Regions from separate parts of the Sus scrofa genome. Here region 1 is linked to region 2. Evidence: chromatin contacts called from public HiChIP or PLAC-seq data. All regions are on one chromosome and are shown on one strand. The core of a region is the stretch at or near the end of the contact, and the rest is flanking DNA. Distances in the headings are between cores, read along the strand shown.

The links. HiChIP or PLAC-seq counts read pairs in DNA pulled down with a chosen protein or histone mark.
Region 1: an H3K27ac HiChIP or PLAC-seq map of alveolar macrophages shows a contact between it and region 2. The contact joins two enhancer-like sites. A contact is called at or near these places in 1 of 47 Hi-C or Micro-C datasets (psoas muscle) and 2 of 2 datasets of contacts at active chromatin or transcription factors (alveolar macrophages and skeletal muscle).

The regions. Positions count from the first base shown.
Region 1 is chr1:4,785,700-4,792,122 of Sscrofa11.1, forward strand. The region is part of intron 3 of QKI (QKI, KH domain containing RNA binding); the gene reads right to left. Among named protein-coding and RNA genes, the nearest start is that of QKI, 94 kb to the right of the region's middle. Within about 2 kb of position 2,917, at least 2 of the 83 cell types and tissues checked have an H3K27ac peak or open chromatin away from gene starts, as enhancers often do. A contact at or near this core is called in alveolar macrophages, where this site is marked.
Region 2 is chr1:4,371,786-4,378,349 of Sscrofa11.1, forward strand. No RefSeq gene overlaps it. Among named protein-coding and RNA genes, the nearest start is that of QKI, 510 kb to the right of the region's middle. Within about 2 kb of position 2,711, at least 22 of the 83 cell types and tissues checked have an H3K27ac peak or open chromatin away from gene starts, as enhancers often do. A contact at or near this core is called in alveolar macrophages, where this site is marked.

The DNA.
Region 1 (6,423 bases), core at 1,667-4,166, 410 kb after region 2:
TAAAATCACAGCTAATATTAACAAAAAATAACATATATAAGGCTTTGTACTCAGCATTTTATACTCATAAAGTTAATCCTTTTTAAAGCTTAGAGGTAGATATTTTATAATGCCTATTTCTACTTTGAAAATTGGATAAACCAATGGGCAGAAACTTAATGTCATTCAGCTAAACCGACTTCAGATTATACACTTCTGCCTTAAAAAGACTTTACAACTAAAAGTATACTAAGAAAACAAGAAAGGTTAATATTAAAAAAAAAAAGATTACAATTATTTCATTCACAACCGCAAACAAGAAACAAGATGAGTATTCTGACAAACCTAACTACAGGGTAACTTGCTGCCTCAGGCAAAGGTCATTACCAGGTCTGCATGTGTGAGTTTCAAGGAAACAGCAACAGAGCAGGAGCACATGATTCACTGTTATAAAGCTACTTTTTCCTGAGGGAATTTATTCAGAAAGTAATGCTGCAGACACCCAAAAGAAAACAATTATCTGTCCTAGAGTATTACTTTAAAATACAATTTTTAATATTCATTTGAAGATATTCTAAGCAATTTATGATACTGTACTTACTAGTCACTTCCTCAGGCAAAATATCTGAACCTCGGTCTCATTTGTAAAATAATATTATGTCTGTATAGCACAGAAGAGAGTAGCTAGCATCTCATAACTAATGTTACCATGATTTGAAAAGGCTATCTGAAATCTAAGAGTAACAGAGGATTACAGAAGATGAAGTAAGTAGGAACATAGAGAAAGGATTAACTAGGTGTTACAATTTTTCCCAGAAAAAACTGAGAATGTCCTTTGGGGATAAAGAATTAGTACTAGCTTAAGATAATCTACTTTTTAATTAACCTAGACAGTAAAATATATAAAACATTATATATATACATATTTACACACATATATGCATATACATATATACATACATACATATACATATATGTATATGTATATATACATATACATGTATGTATGTATGTATGTGTGTGTGTGTTGTGTGTGTGTATATATATATATATTAGGCCCACATCCATATGGGGTTCCCAGGCTAGGGGTTGAATTGGAGCTAGAGCTGCAGGACTACACCACAGCCTCAGCAATGCCAGATCCAAACTGCATCTGCAACCTACACCACAGCTCACGGATACTTAACCCACTGAGCGAGGCCAGGGATTGAACCCACATCCTCATGGATACTACTCGGGTTGGTTTCGCTGAGCCACAATGGAAACTCCTCAAAATACAATTTTTAGGAAGAGAAAGAAGCTTAATTAAGGTCTATCTGTAATCTCTGGGGTTCTAGACTGGAGGAGAGCTCAGCTCATCAAAGGAATGCACTACCTTTCACATAGGGCTGGATTTGAAACACTATATAAAGGAGGACTACTACAGTTTCCCGGAAAGGAATAAACTATGATTATTTCCATGAGCTCTACACAAAAGAGACTAAAAGTAGTAAAAAGAACTGATAAAAAATTAATGAAATTGAAGACAAAATTCAAATACCACCTCTTCCATAATATTTTCTGAAGCCATTCCCGCTATTTCCCCCCTTTGCTTCTTTTCATAGAATTTTACGGCTTTGTAAGAATACTTAATTCTGTAATACAGCATACTGCATCTGGTATACACAATAATAATAAGCCTCTAGAAAGCAAGACATTTCGTTTTTCTGAATTACTCGTTTTTGAATTTAAAATGCCTGAGTAAGAGTTTGGCACGTAACCAGTAGCTTAATATTTTTTTTGTTCTCCCGCCCTGCACAGATCTGGACTTGCACTTCTTTATCATATTTTCATTGGTGTCTCCTGAATATTTAGCCATGTATTTGTCTTTCTTATGTGTATATAGTCTATAAACGAAAATGATGTGTCATAAATAAACGTACTACTACTTTACTTATATGCATGCTACCATAATAAACACAACAGTCATCCAAAAGGCATTATTAAATTCATAGTAGGCATTTGAAAAAATCATTATGCATTTTCTTCACTCAGTATATGCTCAACTATCATCCTTACATATTAGAAACCATTTCCTTAACATATCTGGCAAAATGTTTTGTATATAGTAAGCACTGCAGAAATATCTGGAGTTAAATTTTCCTTACTCTCCAAAAGTGAGAGGGTACATAAAACAGTGAGGAAAGAACACAAACTCGAATGCCAGCCCTATTTCAGTTACCGCAGTTAATAACCCTGAGTAGCTCACTCATATATTCACTTATTTATTCCATAAATATTTACTGAGTTTTTCCACTACTTGGAAGATACTCTGCTGGCAAACAAGGTCTAGGACAGTAAATGGACAAACATGCAAGGCTTGAAAAGCTTACAGGCTAGTGAGGAAGACAGACACCAAAGTTCAATGTCTAAAAAAGTACAGACTAAGCTTGACTGATCTAGGTTACATGGTAAAATAAATTATCTCATGAAATTTGATTTCCTCATTTGTAAAGGTTATAGGGTTGCAAGGATTACTTTTTTAAAAAAAAATTATTTCCCATCACGTTCTATCCCAGGAGATTGACCATAGGTTCCTGTGCTATACAGTAGGACCTTATTTATTAAGCCCAAACTCCCAGCCCATTTCCCTACTTCCCCCATTCCCCTTGGCAACCACAAGTCTGTTCTCGGTCTGTGAGTCTGTTTTCTGTTTTGTAGATGGGTTCGTTTGTGTCATATTTTAGATTCCACATATAAGTGATATCATATGGTATCTGTCCTCTTTCTGATTTACTTTATTTAGTATGATAATCTCTAGTTAGGGTTGCAAGGATTAAATGAAAGAAAGGATGTTTAAGACAGTGACTAGCTTAGAGTACCTAATACTTTCACTGTGTAACTCCTACTATTCCTACTTGTTTCCTAGGTCTTCTTAAAAGATGGCTTTCCAGCTAATAGGGATTTCCCTTAATTCTACTGCAGGACTTCCTAATATTATGTTAACATAACCAACCATTAGGGAAGTCATAGTTCCTCAATTACAAAGCCTCAAAATTTAAAAAGTATTAGTAACAAAAATAAACAAACTAGGAATTAATCAATGATTCCTCTAGATTAAAAAATATAGGTACTCACCCCCAAATACCTGAGGCAGTGACTATCAACCTTGAAAAGCTTTAGAATTAAAATGCTAAAAGTAAATAAAATCCATGGCAAACAGTCTTTGTGTGTTTATCTAAAATATCTGTAACATTTAAAATTACTTGGCATATTTAAGTATCTTAAAGATTAGTCCTCTTATTACAACAACAACAACAACAACAACAAAAAAGGAGATACGAATCCACTACATACCCCAGAAATTACAGCATGGATGCCTTGCAAACATGTGCTTGCTTTTTTTTTTTTTGGTCCTTTTAGAGCCGCACCAATGGCATATAGAGGTTCCCAGGCTAGGGGTCGAATCAGAACTGCAGCTGCCAGCCTACACCACAGACACAGCCATGCCAGATCCAAGCCATGTCTGTGACCTACACCACAGCTCATGGCAACACTGGATACTTAACCCACTGAGCAAGGCCAGGGATCAAACCTGTGTCCTCATGGATACTGGTCAGATTTGTTTCTGTGGAGCCATGATGGGAACTCCAAACATGTGCATTTTTTAAAAACTATACAAATAGTACTAGTGCACAGACAGGTAGTAGTAGGTCTAATCACTATGAATAGCAAATCTCTGTACTTCACGGCTAGTAGTCTGGGTGACACATGTCTGATGATGATCAAAAATATCACACTAAACTGTCCAAACTGTTAATGGACTATGAGCAGAGTTCTTTTTCTAATATTCCCAAAGTGTTAATACATATTTCACATATCCATACTCCTCAATGGACAAAAAGCAAGGATAATTTTACTTAACTGGAAAAATAAAGTGAATCTAGGGTTTCAGGTTTTCCTATATTATATTACCTATCAATCAAAACCTATAAAAAAGAAATTTTTTCTTCTAATATTTTATTAAAATTTGGCTAACAAGATATAACTATAAAAAGTGTTACCTTTCAAACAACCCTTCAGTATAAACTGATTAGCAAAACATAACCATAAAAGTGATACTTAATGAACAGTGTATTTTGTAATACGATTTTCCTTTTCCCTTATATATATACTGAATTATTTGACTTCCTGTGGCTACTTCTGAAATATAACCAACCCAGAGTAAGACTGACATATACAAAGATGCTAATAAATTTAAAACATTAAAATTACTCCTCAGTGACGTTGTTAGCATGACCTGAACGGGGATCAAGGGAGTCTGAATATAAGTAAGTATAAACACAACTAACAGAACTACTTCAAACACTTGCATCTAACAGGTGGTGGTCAAGCTAAAAGAAGGTAATTTTTAGTACAGTCTCTCTCTTTTCTTTCACTCTATAGGGATTTTAATAGGTAAAAGTAATTATATGAATGCTTTCCTTCATAAATTATAGCTATACAGCCAACATTTATAATTTCCAAAAAAACTGTAAAAATTCCTGAATTTTTGCTAACTAAAACCTAGCCTGTTACACTTAAGACTTTTTATCTCTACAAATTCTTACTTTTTATACATTATTCAATGTTGTAATAGTTAATACTCAAGTGTTAACCATCTTATTATTTTTAATTATTCTAATTACCTGAAAATTCAACCATATCAGTCAAGAAAAGGATAATCTCTCAGCTATAATGAAAAATAAAAGTTCAGAGACTCAATGTTTTTGTTTTTTATTAGACATCATTTCAAGTATGTTTAAGTTTCAGAGATATGGAACTAAAGTAAAATTCATGGATTCCTCTCCCTGTTATCAACTGACATGTATATAACTGTATAATCAGATAATATTTCTTCAAACAGCTTCATCAGAATGAAAGCAAAAATTAAAAGATGGGACCTAATCAAACATATGAGCTTTTTTTGCACAGCAAAGGAAACCATAAACAAAACGAAAAGACAACCTATGGAATGAGAAAATATTTGCAAATGATAAGACCAATAAGGACTTAAATTCCAAAGTACACAAACAGCTCATACATACAGCTCAACATTAAAAACAATCCAATCAAAAGATGAGCAGAATATATTTCTTTAAAGACATACAGATAACCAAAGAAAACATGAAAAGATGCTCCACACTGTTAATTATTAGAGAAATGCAAATCAAAACTACAATGTAGCATCACACCTCACACCAGTCAGAATGGCCACCTTCAAAAAGATTACAGATAATCTTAAAAAGACTACAAACAATGCTGGAGAAGTGTAGAGAAAAGGGAACCTGCCTACACTATGGATGGAAATGTAAACTGGTGCAGCCAAAATGGAAAGCAGTATAGAAGTTTCTTAAAAACCTAAAAATAAAGTTACCATATGATCCTGCAATTGAAAAGATATATGCACCCCAATGGGCAACTTAAGTGTCTGTCAACAGATGAATGGATAAAGATGTGGTCTATATGTAAAACAGCCTATTACTCAACCACAAAAAAGTGAAATACTGCCATGTGAGCAACATACATGGACTTTGTGATCATCATACTAAGCCTTAGGAAGACAAATATCATACGATAACATTTAAATGTAGAACCTATAAAAAATAAAACAAACCTATTTTAAAAAATGGAAAGACTCACATAGAAAACAAACTTATGGTTACCAAAGGAGAAAGGGTTAGGGAGAGATAAATTAGGAGTTTGGGATTAATGGGTACACACTACTATATATGAAATAGATAAACAACAAGGACTGACTGCACAGCACAAAGAACTATATTAAATATCTTGTTATAACCTATAATGGAAAAGAATTTGAAAAAAATTATATATGAATATATATACAGATATATACCTGAATCACACTGCTGTACACCTGAAACAATTCTGTAAATCAACTATACTCCAATTAAACATATATACACATATACATATATATTTTCTCGGTGACTAAGGAAATATTTTCAGTGACCAAGGAACAGTAAGTACTTCTCCACTACTGATTAGAGACAATCAGATTTGCTTGGACAGGAAATTCAAGTCCATTCTTTCAGAATATTACTTGGCTCTACTTCTTAATTACGCAGCACATGTAACAGCTGCTATTCACCATCTAAGTGAAATATAATGCAACGGAAAACATTTTCTCAGGTCTGAAACAAACTTTCTAACAACCATATGAAATGACCGTAATACTTATGAATTAAGCTTACCATTAACAGTTACTGTGGTTAAGTTTGAGAATAAAGTTCAACTTAAATAATGTTAACAGTAATCACTGTAATTAGAGAAAACATCTTTTTGAAAATGACCACAAATCTAAGTAAAAGATACAAAACTGAAGACAAATCTGACTCTCCCTCCTCCACTGAACCATGCTGGAAGCATCTTCCCTGAACCTGTTCTCTTCTCAGATTCACATGA
Region 2 (6,564 bases), core at 1,461-3,960:
AAAAGATCCGGCATTGCCACAGCTACAGCGTAGGTTGCAGCTGTGGCTTGGATTCAATCCGTTGCCTGGGAACTTCCGTATTTGCAGCAAAAAATAAAATAAAATAAAACAAAACAAAACAAAATAAAATGAAATAAAATAAAATAAAATAAAAAGGGAGTCACCAGTTCACTAGCAAATGGTGGCTTTGGATTTGGTGCCCCCCCTGTTGCAAAACTAGTGGCGTTGCCAGTTCTGGATGATAAAGTAGATGAGCTTATGCATTGTCCAAGTAATTTCAGAATAACTTGGCAGTTTTTCCAGAACTGCTTGATAGCTGGCTTATCCTTCAATGTGTGTCTGGCTTTGAAAAGTGACATCGGGATAGAAGATAAGAGAAGGGATCAATGACTTCGCTCAGGTTTATTGAACATCTGAGAGACATGAAAAGACGTCTGTGAAAGTGACCAACACAATGCAACTGTTAACTAGGGGTTAAAAATGGTGTATTCCGCCAACCTCTTTCAACACAGCAGTAACCTAAATTGCTGTTTTCAAAAGCCAGTGCCTTTCCCTGCTCAACCCAATAGCTGTCACATGATTAATGTGCTGGTGTCTTATTAACTGCTCCGTTACAGAAGCTGTCCAATTCACAGCCACCCTCGCTGCAGAGACCTTTTTGTAAAAACCTAGTTGAAATCATGCTGTTCTGACTGCAGGCTACTGCACCTTCCTCCAAAACATCATAAAGAGCAAAGAATTACTGTTTCCAGTAATCCAGGCCATAAATCAACCCGGTCTGAGGATGGAAAAAAAAAAAAGAGTGCTTCCTGCATTCATATTCAGAAGCCTATCTGTATAACAGCATATCTGGGAAAACAGCAGAGGACCTGCGTGTGTGCGTGTGTGTGTGTGTGTGTGTGTGTGTGTGTGTGGGAGAGTGTGGTGAACAGAGGGGAGGGAAAGATTCGGGGGCTCAGAGGACAAAAGGAGCCCGAGCACCTGTTAAATAATTCCGAAGACTTCGATCTTATCAGGCACTTCCTTGCTGGAACAATATTTTAAGATTGTTAAAAATTGCCACCTTATCTGTTTGGCGCTATCCCCCACTGCTTAACTTATCTGGGCCCAGCTGTTTGAGAAAAATGCAGTGTGGCATGACCTTGATTTCTTAGCACCTGACCTTAATATCTAATCAGCTGTACGTCTCAGGGAAGCCATCCAGAGATGTCACCTAGCCACCCCCCTCCCCGCAGCCCGTGATTCAAAGGAAGTTTGCTTCCTCTCCTCTTGGAGAGCCCCTGCCCTTCCAATCTGTGTGCTGGGTCCTTCAGGGGTTACAGGTGCTACTTTACAATCTTGGATGCCCTTTCGGTAGAAAATAATTTGGAAGCCTTTAGGTCAGTCGTAAAAAATGATCTGATTCATTCTGAGACTTCTGCGGGGGAGCCTCGATTTGGGTCTAGAAAAACATTAACCACTCATGGCTGCTGTAGTTTTTAGAAAACACAAACCCTCCCCCCTCTGCAACAGCCGGTTTGAAAGTCATACAATCCAAAGTAGTGAACACACACACACATAATACACACTCATGCATAATACACACACACATGCACAAACAGGAATAACACACGCACACACACACACGCATGTGCACACACATACATATATACACACACACATGCAGGCACATAGGAACTCTGTGTTATTTTTAAAGATTTTTTTTAAGAAGCTTCTTGAGTGTGGCTTAGTGGCCCCACACCAAGTGAAGTCTTAAAATTCTGGAATGATATAAAGAGATGCCAGTTATTAAAGTGCCGTTATATTAAAAGGGACATAAAAGGGCCAGAATTTTTTCTCTCTCGCAACTTAGGAATCGAATTTGCTTCGTTGGCAGAGCAATAGACTTTTTGCCAGCCTGGCGGGCTCAACCTAGAACCTGGAAATCAAGCTGTTTTCTCTCTGGTTCTGACACTGTCACCAGGAATAAGTGTTCCGCCATCACGACGCCGCCACCCCGCATCTCAGACCCAGCAAGAGGAGCCCTGATGACTCTTTTCCTGTCACTATTTGGTTGATTCACACAGTTGGCTGCAATCACGCAGAACCCTGGTGGATTAATTCTTGAGGAAGCTCATGTTCTATACAGTAAGTTGTAATGTTGGCTCTGAACTTGAGACAGCAAAACAAGGGGAGAGCCAAGACCTGTCAGCTTTTCTCACCTGCCAGTCTCCCCATAAAACTGGGCTTGGGGCTGGTTGGGGAGCAGGGGGGCTCCATGGGAAACGGCCCTGCTGGCAAAGGAGCCCCTGGACAGGAGTCTCTCCTCTACCCGAATCGCGAGTCCCCAGGCCACACAGCTCTGTCCAGGGATTTGTGTTTCTGCTGCTGTCCTTTGTTGTCAGGTCCCAGAGGGGAGATGGGGCTGCAATCCTTCCTGTGACAGAGGCCCTGATCCCCTGCCCTGTGGAAGACACCCCTGCCGAAGGGGAGACCCTGGGCTCCTGTGGCCGACCTCCCAAAAGAGCATCCCAGGGCTGAGCAGGGCTTCTGGAAGCTGCGGGACTCCCAGCCCCAGGCCCTGTGCCATGGGCCCCGTGCACAGGGCACCTTAAGCTGTTACCCACTGTGCTCCCCCAGCACCCCCCCTCCCATGCTCTGGCAGCTCTGAAAACCCTGGATCAGGTTTCCATCTGCCCTGACCTTGGCCTCCCTGCACAGCTCACACGTCAGGCTCCACGGAGGAAGTGACCTTGGAGGCCAGAGAGTGTCGACATGCAGCCCTGAACGCTGAGTGTCAGCTGGGGAAGAAACGCGCAAGCGACCAGCTAGGCCTGGGCATCATGGCTTTGCAGGAACTTCCTGATGTTTCTTGGAACTTATATCATCTGCTCTGCTCCCGGAGTCTGGGAACCCTGGTCCATTCCCCTTACCAACAAAAGGACTCCTGGTGCTTGCCGTCTGCTTGCAGTGCTGAGGCCACGTTCCAAGAGCTTCTGCACGCTTGCGTGCGACTTGAGCCTTGGTTTTTAGCTGTGTTTGCCCTCCCTCCTTCCTGACTTTCACAGCCCCCCTCCTCACATTTTCCCTGTAAACCTAAGCCCCCTCCCTGGTGATAAAGCAAAGATAGCTGGATGATCTCTGACCTGTTGAAATCTTAGATTTCCCGTTGAAATCTTTCCCTTGTGGCTCAGCGGGGAAACAAAACCCACCAGTATCCATGGGGATGCAGGTTCAATCCCCGGTCTCACTCAGTGGGCTGAGGATCTGGCCACAACCTGCGCTCTAGGTGGCAGGTGAGACTATAGAAGTGACCAGCAGCTGCAGTTCTGATTGGACCCTTAGCCTGGCAACTTCCATATGCTGCATGTGCGGCTCTGGAACAAAAAATAATTCCCCATGACTTCTTTCTTGCTTCCTTTTTTTTACGGCCACAACTACTGCATATGGAAGTTTCCAGGCTTGGGGTAGAATCAGAGCTACATCTGCTGGCCTACCCCACAGCCACAGCAATGTGGCATCTGAACCACATCTGCGACCTACACCACAGCTCACAGCAACACCAGATCCTCAACCCACTGAGCAAGGCCAGGGATTGAACCCAAGTCTTCATGGATACTAGTCAGGGCCATTAACACTGAGCCACCACAGTGGCTCTTTCCCGTTAAAATCTTAGTGAGGAATTTTTACGTGTTAGAGGCAGGTCTTCAGAACTCTTCTAAGTATGATGAGGCCTCCAGATCTGAGGGAAACAGCTCTGCCACCACTGCCAGGGCCCTCTCCACCCACCAGCCTCAGACCCACACCAGGCCAGCGCCCTGTGAGTGCCACTATCCGGGGAGGCCCAGTGTGGAGTCTCAGGCCAGATAAGACTGGGGAGGAGAGCAAAACCAGTGCCCTACCCAAGCCCAGATGCTCACACACAGCATCTCTTCTCCAGGCAGAGACGATACACCCAGGAGAGCAGCCAAACCTGTCCTCAGAGGCTGAGGATGCATAGCAGGCTCCAGCACCTTCTTCCAGGAGTGAGACAGAGAACTAGGCAGGACATTATCAAAGGGGGGGGGAACCTCCCAAATAAAAGTTGAACTTCAGGCTAAAATGTCCAATTGCAGATGGAAGATTGCAGGACCCACTGGAGCAGACAGGAGCGGTGCCCCTCCTGGAGAAAATCAGGTGGGGAGACGGCCCACCCCATGTGCTAGAGTGGTGGTGACTGGATCGGCGTGTCAGTGTCCATTCCTGGAGGACCATGCATGCGGAGCCCTAAACAACCCCAGGGAGCTCGCTGTCCTGCTCTGACTTTGTATTAATCTCTGGCTCTGGCTGGTCCCAGGGTGTCACAGGCACTATAATTAGATTTTGGAAACGTGTCGGGGAAAAGGAAATGGTGTCATTAAGGTGACCTATCAGACGCCAGCCTCTTCCTCTAGAAAGAAGCCAAGTGCACAGCATGTGGGTTCACACACGGCCCTTCAAGGGCAGAGGTGTCAGGGCGGTGACTGCAAGATTGCAAAGCCCATCTGTAAGGGAGCCTATTTTCCACATCAAAATCAATCCGGCAAGGCTGTTAGCTGAAAGTGCCATCTGGAGGCGTGCGGGCAACTTTTGGGTGAAGGGCAGAGCACTCAGAAACTTGACTTCCACTTGGGCTGCCCAATCCCATCTTCGGAGGCAGAGCTAGGAGTTGACACAGAAAGGAAAATTCACTATAAACTTGAACTGGAGGATCTCACCTGAATAATCAAGCCAACAGGTGATACGGGGCTTCTGGAAGCTGATTTGGCCAAGATGAGCTATGGTACAACAAGGCTCCCAAGCACTCTGGATATTTCCCCCGAGGATTTGCTTTATCCCTGAAGGCTAGCTTTTCACCTCCACTTCCAAGAGAGAGAAGAGGGATTGAGAGAAGTTGAACCACCAAGTCTATGCTCTGCCTCCCTACAACTTAGGTCCACAGCCCTCAGTCCTTGCATGTTGTTTCTGAGGTTCAAATCCCAGGTCCTCCTCACATGAGCTGTGTTACTTCAGTCAAGTTACCTAACCTCTCTGTGGCAGGCCATCGCAGTCTCGGCCCCCTCATGGGTCCAGGCCGCCCTCTTACCAGCTCCCTAGAGAGTGCCCCCTCTCACTGAGTCTGGGCTTGTCCATGGGATGAAGTTGGCCAATAAGATAACAACAGAAGTGACACAGCTGAGACCTTAGAAACTCCTGTTCACTAGGCAGGGCCCTCTCTTGCTGCCATCCTGCTGGAAGTTGCAACAAGCCCAGTCACCTTGTCACCCATCCTCCATGGACAGGTGCAGGAGGTCATTCTGGCCAGAATACAGAGCACAGCCTCCCCCACAGCCACCCAAGTGGGCCACAGGCTCATGGGCTCAATCAACAGCCCTCACGTGAAGCCACATTGTGGAGAGGTCTGTCTGTTATACAGCAACCGGTAACTGATGTATCTCCTAAGCCTCAGTTCTTCATTGCCAACATGCGGACAGTGAAAATACAGTCACCATCCCCCACCCCTGCTTATCTGCAGATCTATGGGTTTCGGTTGACAGTGGTCAACTGGGGTTTAAAATATTAAATAAAAAATTCCAAAAATGAACAAGTCAGAAGTTTCAAACTGTGTGCTTTTCTGAGTTGCTTGATGAAGTCCTATCCTGCCAGCTCTGCCTTGCCCAGGACCTGATTCATCCCTTTGTCTACCACGTCCTGCCTGTGAGTCACTTAGTAGCCCTCAGTTATCAGATAGACCACTGAGGGATCACAGAGCTTGTGTGCAAGTGACCCATATTTTTCTTAATTATGGCCCCAAAGTGCCAGAGGAGTGATGCTGGAAATTCGGATCCACCAAAGAGAAGCCGGAAAGTGCTTCCTTTAAGTGAAAAGTACTCAACTTCATAAGGAAAGGAAAAGAATCCAATGCTGAGGCTGCTAAGATCGAAGGTAAGACTGAATCTTCTGTCCATAATATCGTGAGGAAGGAAAAAGAAATTCCAGCTATATTTGCTGTTGGACCTCAAACTAAAAGTTATGACCACAGAGCATGATAAGTGCTTGATAAAGATGGAAAAGGCATTAAAGTTGTGCTGTAAGATAGTCTGAGAGCGAGAGAAAGACTACATTTATAGAAATTTTAATACAGTATATTGTTACAAGTGTTATATTTCATTATTAGTTTCCGTTGTTAATCTCTCACTTTGCCTGATTCATAAATTTAACTTTATCTCAGGTGTGTCTCTAGGGAGAAAACATGCTATGCATGCAGGCTGGTGCTACTCACAGTTCCAGGTGTCCACTGGGGCCTTGGAAAGGAAGCCCCACAGGTAAGGGGGGAACTGACCTCTGAGGGCAGGTGCGAGGGTGAAGGAAGGCAAGACTAAGCCATGTCAGCCGTCACTGGTAACTTGCATCTTATTACTACAGTTTCAAAAAGAAATAATCCTTTTTCTAAATTTTCAATTTTCAAAAACAAATTATTGCCACTTAGGAATATTGCCAGCTACAATATTTTAAAAATTTGTCAGGGCAAAGAAAGTCTGGGCAGGGAGAACTTTTATCATCATTTCTTCCATCCTCTTGTCGCTG